2 separate regions of the Zea mays genome follow, and region 1 is linked to region 2. The links are chromatin contacts, called in public Hi-C maps. All regions are on one chromosome and are shown on one strand. Each heading gives the region's core, a stretch centred on a gene start, on an enhancer-like site or on the middle of the called end of the contact. The rest is flanking DNA. Distances are from core to core; before and after follow the strand shown.

Region 1 (2,700 bases), core at 192-2,691, 85 kb before region 2:
AGAAATGTAGATTGGAAAAGTGTGGATGAATGCTTTAAGAAACGTTTGAGTAGTTGAAGAGGAAAACACTTATCTATTGGAAGATGTTTTACACTGATAAACCTAGTGGTTAGTAGACTTTCAATGTATACGATGTCTTTCTTCGCCTTGTTAAAAGGGTATTCTGAAGAAGTTAGTTTTATGACTCTTTGAATAAAAAAAAATTGGTTTAGGTATCTTCTCGATTTGAGGTACTTTGAAAAATTCAAAAATAATGAAAATCTACAAATATAGTCACTGGCACAACAGAACGATGCAAACCTTAACACCGACACAAGCCAGGAAAATGTATATATAGTAGTGCTCAAAACATTTGCTATATGTAAAAGATGAGATGTTTGTGGCGACTGATCGATGTTACCGGTCAGATAATCGGCAAGGCTCCCTTTGCTTAGGTATTCGAAGCAAAACAACCTTTGGCGCAGGTCTGCCCAGACAAATCTTCCTTCGTAGGGTGCCCTCACATGTTGCGTCTCGGATGAGTACCCTAGACATCGGACTATGTTCCTGTGCTTGACCTCTATGAGACAAGCAACCTCGCTTTGGAAATTCGCCTCTAGGACATCGATCTTGTCAAGAAGCTTCTTCACGGCGACGACCATCCCATTTGGAAGCACTCCCTGTTGACAACATCTTATAATTGCTAGCTAACATAGTACTGCTCTGTACTCGAATATTTGTCGCTCGCTAGTTCATTTTTAAACTGAAAATGTGACAAATAAAAAACAGAGGAAGTAGAATGCAATGCAAGGCCAAAGTTAATTGCCAATAACATACATGCATACCTTGTAAACCTCTCCGAACCCACCCCTGCCAATTAGTTGAGTATCAGAGAAATCTTTTGTGATGGCCCTGAGAAGCATGAAAGGTAGGTCGATTGGTCCCACGCCTTCATCATGTAGCGCCTGCTCTAGGGCAAGACAACTGCTGTCCTGGTAAATAATGTCCATCGGGGAGTAGACTTGGACGACAGAGATGGATCGGATGGATTTTCAGAGTTGGCGGCAGATCGATCCAGTTCCGGGGATCTAAGGAAAAGCGATTGTGGGAGAGCGGAAAATAAGACCAACAGATTTGGGGGGAAAAACAACACCGCAAGAACAAACAAATCTCACTGCCATTTTTTAGATATTAATTTAAAGAGATTAAGAGAGAAGAAAAGAAGATGACCCAAACAAACAAACTCGAGCTAGTAGACTTACGGCAGGGTTCTTCAGCACCGGGCAGGGAGGAGACCGGGAGGCGGAAGGTGTTCAGTTCACTGATTGTTAGCGAGCGAAGCCAAGAGCAAGAGCTACTCCCCTATAGATTTGATTGAGATGGGAGAGGCTCAACTTTTGATTCCCTCGAGCACGTATAATGCAGCTAGCTGCAGCTTTAATTTTCTAATGCCATGTACTCGTTTCCCAAGAGCAGATCAAAACAGCAGACACGAGGCCAGGAGTTATTTGAGTTTGTAACATTCTAGTCGCGCGGCTTCACCCGTTTATTACTCCGCAGCTGTACTTCGCCAGTTTGTTATTATAGAGCTCAAAGTCACGCTAGATTGGGACAGTTAATCTCCCGCGCTCCGTTAACGTCTGTTTTGTTGCTCTTGATGCAGGTTGTGTACCCCTTCGTACTAATCTTTCCCTGGCCGGAGTACTCTCTTGCCGCGCGAGAGACCAAGAAAACAGAGCGCGCGCCGCCGTCTCGCAGCCGCTGCAACCGTGACGAGCAGGAGATCACCCTCGAGAGCGGTAAGCCAAGACGCAAGCAGTCTGCTAGGACCTGCCTGCCTGCTGCCGGCCATGGGGAGGAGGCGCGCGCGAGGAAGATGAGCAGGGGCGCGACACTAGGGAGATCCAGCCGGCGAGCTGGAGCAAGGTTCAGGGCGCGGCGAGCAGAGCAGAACAGAGGGCAGGGCGCGGCTGGGGAAGAGAGCGGCGATGGGAACCGGGCGCGGGAGGAGCAGAGGCCGAGGAGGGAGCCCCGCGCGCTGAGGACCACGGCTGGAAGCAGGAGCTCGGTTGGGAGATACGCGCGGCCAGCCCCGCGCGCTGAGGCACCAGGTAGGCGGCGGCAATGCTGCCACGCTCGCCGGTGAAGTGCCTGCTGCGGCGGGCGGCCAAGGGGCGGCGGGAGAAGGCCGAGATGGCGGGGCTGGCCGCGGCGGCCGCCGCGCGCGGGAGGCTCTGGGCCGGTGGGGTCTCCATTGCGGCGGCGGGGAGTGGCGGCGAGGAGTGCGACCTGTTCGACGGGGACTGGGTCTGGGCTGGCGGCGGCGGCGGCGGTGGGGTTCCTCGACGTCGGCTTCCGATGCGCCGAGAACGGCCGCCCCGAGGTGTCCTACACCAAGTGGCGCTGGCAGCCGTCGCGTTGCTATCTTCCCAGGTTCGTTTCGTTGCTGTCTTCTTCCTCGCTTCCGTCGTCCCCTGTCCGCCATCTCCAGAATGTAGAGATTGGTTACAGCATCGTCGTGGACAAAATTGACTTTTACCGTAGCTTATAGAAGGTTACAGAGGACAGAAGATTAACAGTCCCAATCTGGCGTGGCTTTGAGCTCCATAATACCAAACTAGCGAAGTACAGCTGCGGAGTAATAAACTGGTGAAGCCGCGCGACGAGATTGTTACAATCTCAAATAACTCCGAGACAAGAGTCGGCAAATTGACCTGATTG
Region 2 (2,700 bases), core at 86-2,585:
AGAGCGTGACGGCCGCGACGTTCTCCGTGGCAAGCACGTCGACGAGCGTCTCGACGACCATCCGCTGGCCGTCGCCGACGAACGGGCCCGATCCGTCCCAGCAGGCGCGCTGGCGCCGCCGCTGCTCCACGTCCACGCCCTTGAGCCACGTCTGCGCGTAGTGCGCCACGGACGCGCCGATGGTCTCCGGCCGGACCCCGCTCCGCCGCATCGCGGCGATGACGCGGCGGTAGTGGTCGATCCGGAGCAAGGAGAGGTCCTCCACCCACCAGTCCTCCCGGCAGCGCGCGGCGGCGGCGCAGTCGCACGTCTCCAGGTGCGCCGCCAGGCCGGAGACCAGCTGCTCCTTGCCCGCGCTGGCGGCGACGGCGTCGACGCAGCGGGCCACCAGCCCGACCTGCTCCGCCACGGGCCCGCCGTCGTCGCACCTGCGCAGCACCTCCAGCGCCCCGTCCAGGCTCCGCAGCGCCACCTCGGCCAGGTACGCCTCCGCCCGCGCCACCAGGTTGTCCGCGTGCTGGTCCTCCGTCATCTCCAGGTACTCCGCCACGCACCGCAGCTGCGCCACGTTCGCCGCGGTTATCTCGAAGTTTGTGCCGTAGCAGAACTTGGCGGCCAGCTCGAACGCGTAGGCTCCCCCCGGCACGTTCGCCAGCTCCAGCTTCTGGTGGCCGTCTGCGTCCTTGCTGTTGGAGCTGGAGGAGTCCGCCAACATCTTGCGTATCCGCCCGCACCGGGACACCAGAGGGAACTGCAAACAAACAAAAAAAACGGCACATTTCATTCATTCATTCATTAAGCTCTTGTTGCTTCCCAAAGGCAAAACAGTTGCACCGACCTTGTGCAGCAGGAACGACTGGCCGTCCACCGACACCGTCACGTCCTCAGCGACGTCTGAGAATATCCTGCACGAACCACAAGCAACAGGGGCAACGCAATGCCCGCCCACAGGAGCGTTAGACAGGACAGCGGTGCCGAATCGGTGGGCCGTAGGAGTGAGAGCTAGAGAGGTGCCGAAGCGGAATGGCGAAGAGATCTAGAGAGAAGGGAAGACTAGCGCCCGCACCGGCACCGGCACCGGCACCGGCACCGCAAGCTATCGCTGTTGCTTTTTCGCCCAGGTATGTCGACAATGCAATGCGATGCAAAGGAAATGGAAAGGCGGCGAGGGGAGGTAGAGGTAGAGGTAGAGAGGTGGGGGGTGGCCTGACCTCCTGTGGCTGACGGCGGTGGCGCCGCAGAGCCGCGGCGACGTGGCGGTGGTGCTGGTGGAGAAGGGGAACAGCGCGGCGGCGTCGCTGCCCATCCCCATTGCCCTCCTCGTCGTACGTCCTCTTCTCTCTCTCTCTCTCTCTCTCTCCTCTCTCTCTCTCTCTCTCTCTCTCTCTCTCTCTCTCTGAAATGCTCTCAGCGGTGGAGGTCTGGTCTGGTCTGGAGGAGGGAAACGGACGAGGCCAAGGAATGACGGCTGGTCGTCGTCGTCGGCGCGTGGCAAAACAAACTGGGAGCCTGCTGGCCTGCTGGGAGGGGAGCGGACGGAAGGAAGACGATAGAGAGTGCAGACAGCGACAGAGCATCGTCTGTTGTGTTGTGTTGTGTTATGTCTTGATCTTGACGCGGGGGGGATTAGGAACGAGATTAGCTGAGCGCGGCCTGGGCCAGAGAGAGAGTGAGTGAGTGTCAGAGACAGACAGACAGAGAGAAACCCAAGAGAGAGAGAGAGAGAGAGAGAAAAGCGACTCGGACTCGACGACGGTGGGGGGAGGAAGGGAAGAGGAATCGCCGGGTGACTAGGGGACACCGCCTGCTCCACTGTCAGTATGCCTGGTGGTGCCTTGGAATGGCAATGGCTCACAGACAGACAGTCAGCTGCTGGCTGCTGCTTGATTGAACGGAACGGAACCGAATGGAATAAGTGCACAGTAGGATGGACTGGAGTGGAGACGTGTCATGGGGGCGGGACCGCGGGAGGAAGGGGAAGGCTGCCTGTCGCTGTCGGTCGGTGAAGAGAGAGGGAAATGGAATGGAATGATGCCGGAGGAGGAGCATGTTGCCCTGCCGGCCTGCCCTGCGTGCGCCGTCCCGAGAGAGTCATCAGTCAGAGTGAGAGTGGGCGTCGTGCTCGACTACCTCTCCTCCTTTCCCCGTGCTCCTTTCGCTTTTACCGCTTTGGCGGGCGGTCACTTCTGCTGCCCCACCCAGCTTGCCGCTCGCTTTGCTGGCCAAGTCCGTCCAAGTACACGGCTTCTACTCGTGGTACCTCCTCCTCCTTTCTTTCTTTCTTTCTTTACTTGGCGAAGTTTAGGAAGATTTTCCCGTTGTAAAAATAAGCATGCACAGTGCTTGTCAAAACACGCAGCATTGACCAATTATTACGAAACATGTTTTTTTTATCTACTAGACCTATTCAATGACATAAAGAGATGACACAGCTTCTTTTCTTTTTTTTATAACAAGAGTTTGTGCTACTCTAGACCTAGCTAATAAAATTCTGTATCCGGCCTTGTAGACCGAGGGTGGCGCTTTTTTTAGCTTTGCCACACACACAGGCACAGGCACAGGCACCACCGCCAGAGAGCAAGAGCACGGCTGGCTGGCTGGCTGGCTTGCTGATGAGTACGTAGGCTGAGGCGTTGACAAGGTACGTAACGCCGCAAGGGCGCATCATGGCTGATCATTACCGTACGTCGCACAAAAGAA

What was found. A called contact is a pair of places that touch in the nucleus more often than the background predicts.
Region 1: a contact with region 2 is called in a Hi-C map of ear, with 2.1 times the contacts expected there. The contact joins the promoter of LOC100501207 here to the promoter of LOC100273151 in region 2. A contact is called at or near these places in 6 of 25 Hi-C or Micro-C datasets (bundle sheath, ear, endosperm and 2 more) and 2 of 3 datasets of contacts at active chromatin or transcription factors (leaf and seedling).

Annotation. Positions count from the first base shown.
Region 1 is chr10:2,814,121-2,816,820 of Zm-B73-REFERENCE-NAM-5.0, reverse strand. It overlaps LOC100501207, which reads right to left and starts at 1,441. Exons shown (of 8, transcript NM_001362589.1): 1 at 1,242-1,441; 2 at 825-1,067; 3 at 401-659. The coding sequence starts at 989. It also overlaps the pseudogene LOC109943066.
Region 2 is chr10:2,728,973-2,731,672 of Zm-B73-REFERENCE-NAM-5.0, reverse strand. It overlaps LOC100273151 (BTB/POZ domain-containing protein), which reads right to left and starts at 1,335. Exons shown (of 4, transcript NM_001310616.1): 1 at 1,212-1,335; 2 at 839-905; 3 at 1-751. The coding sequence starts at 1,312.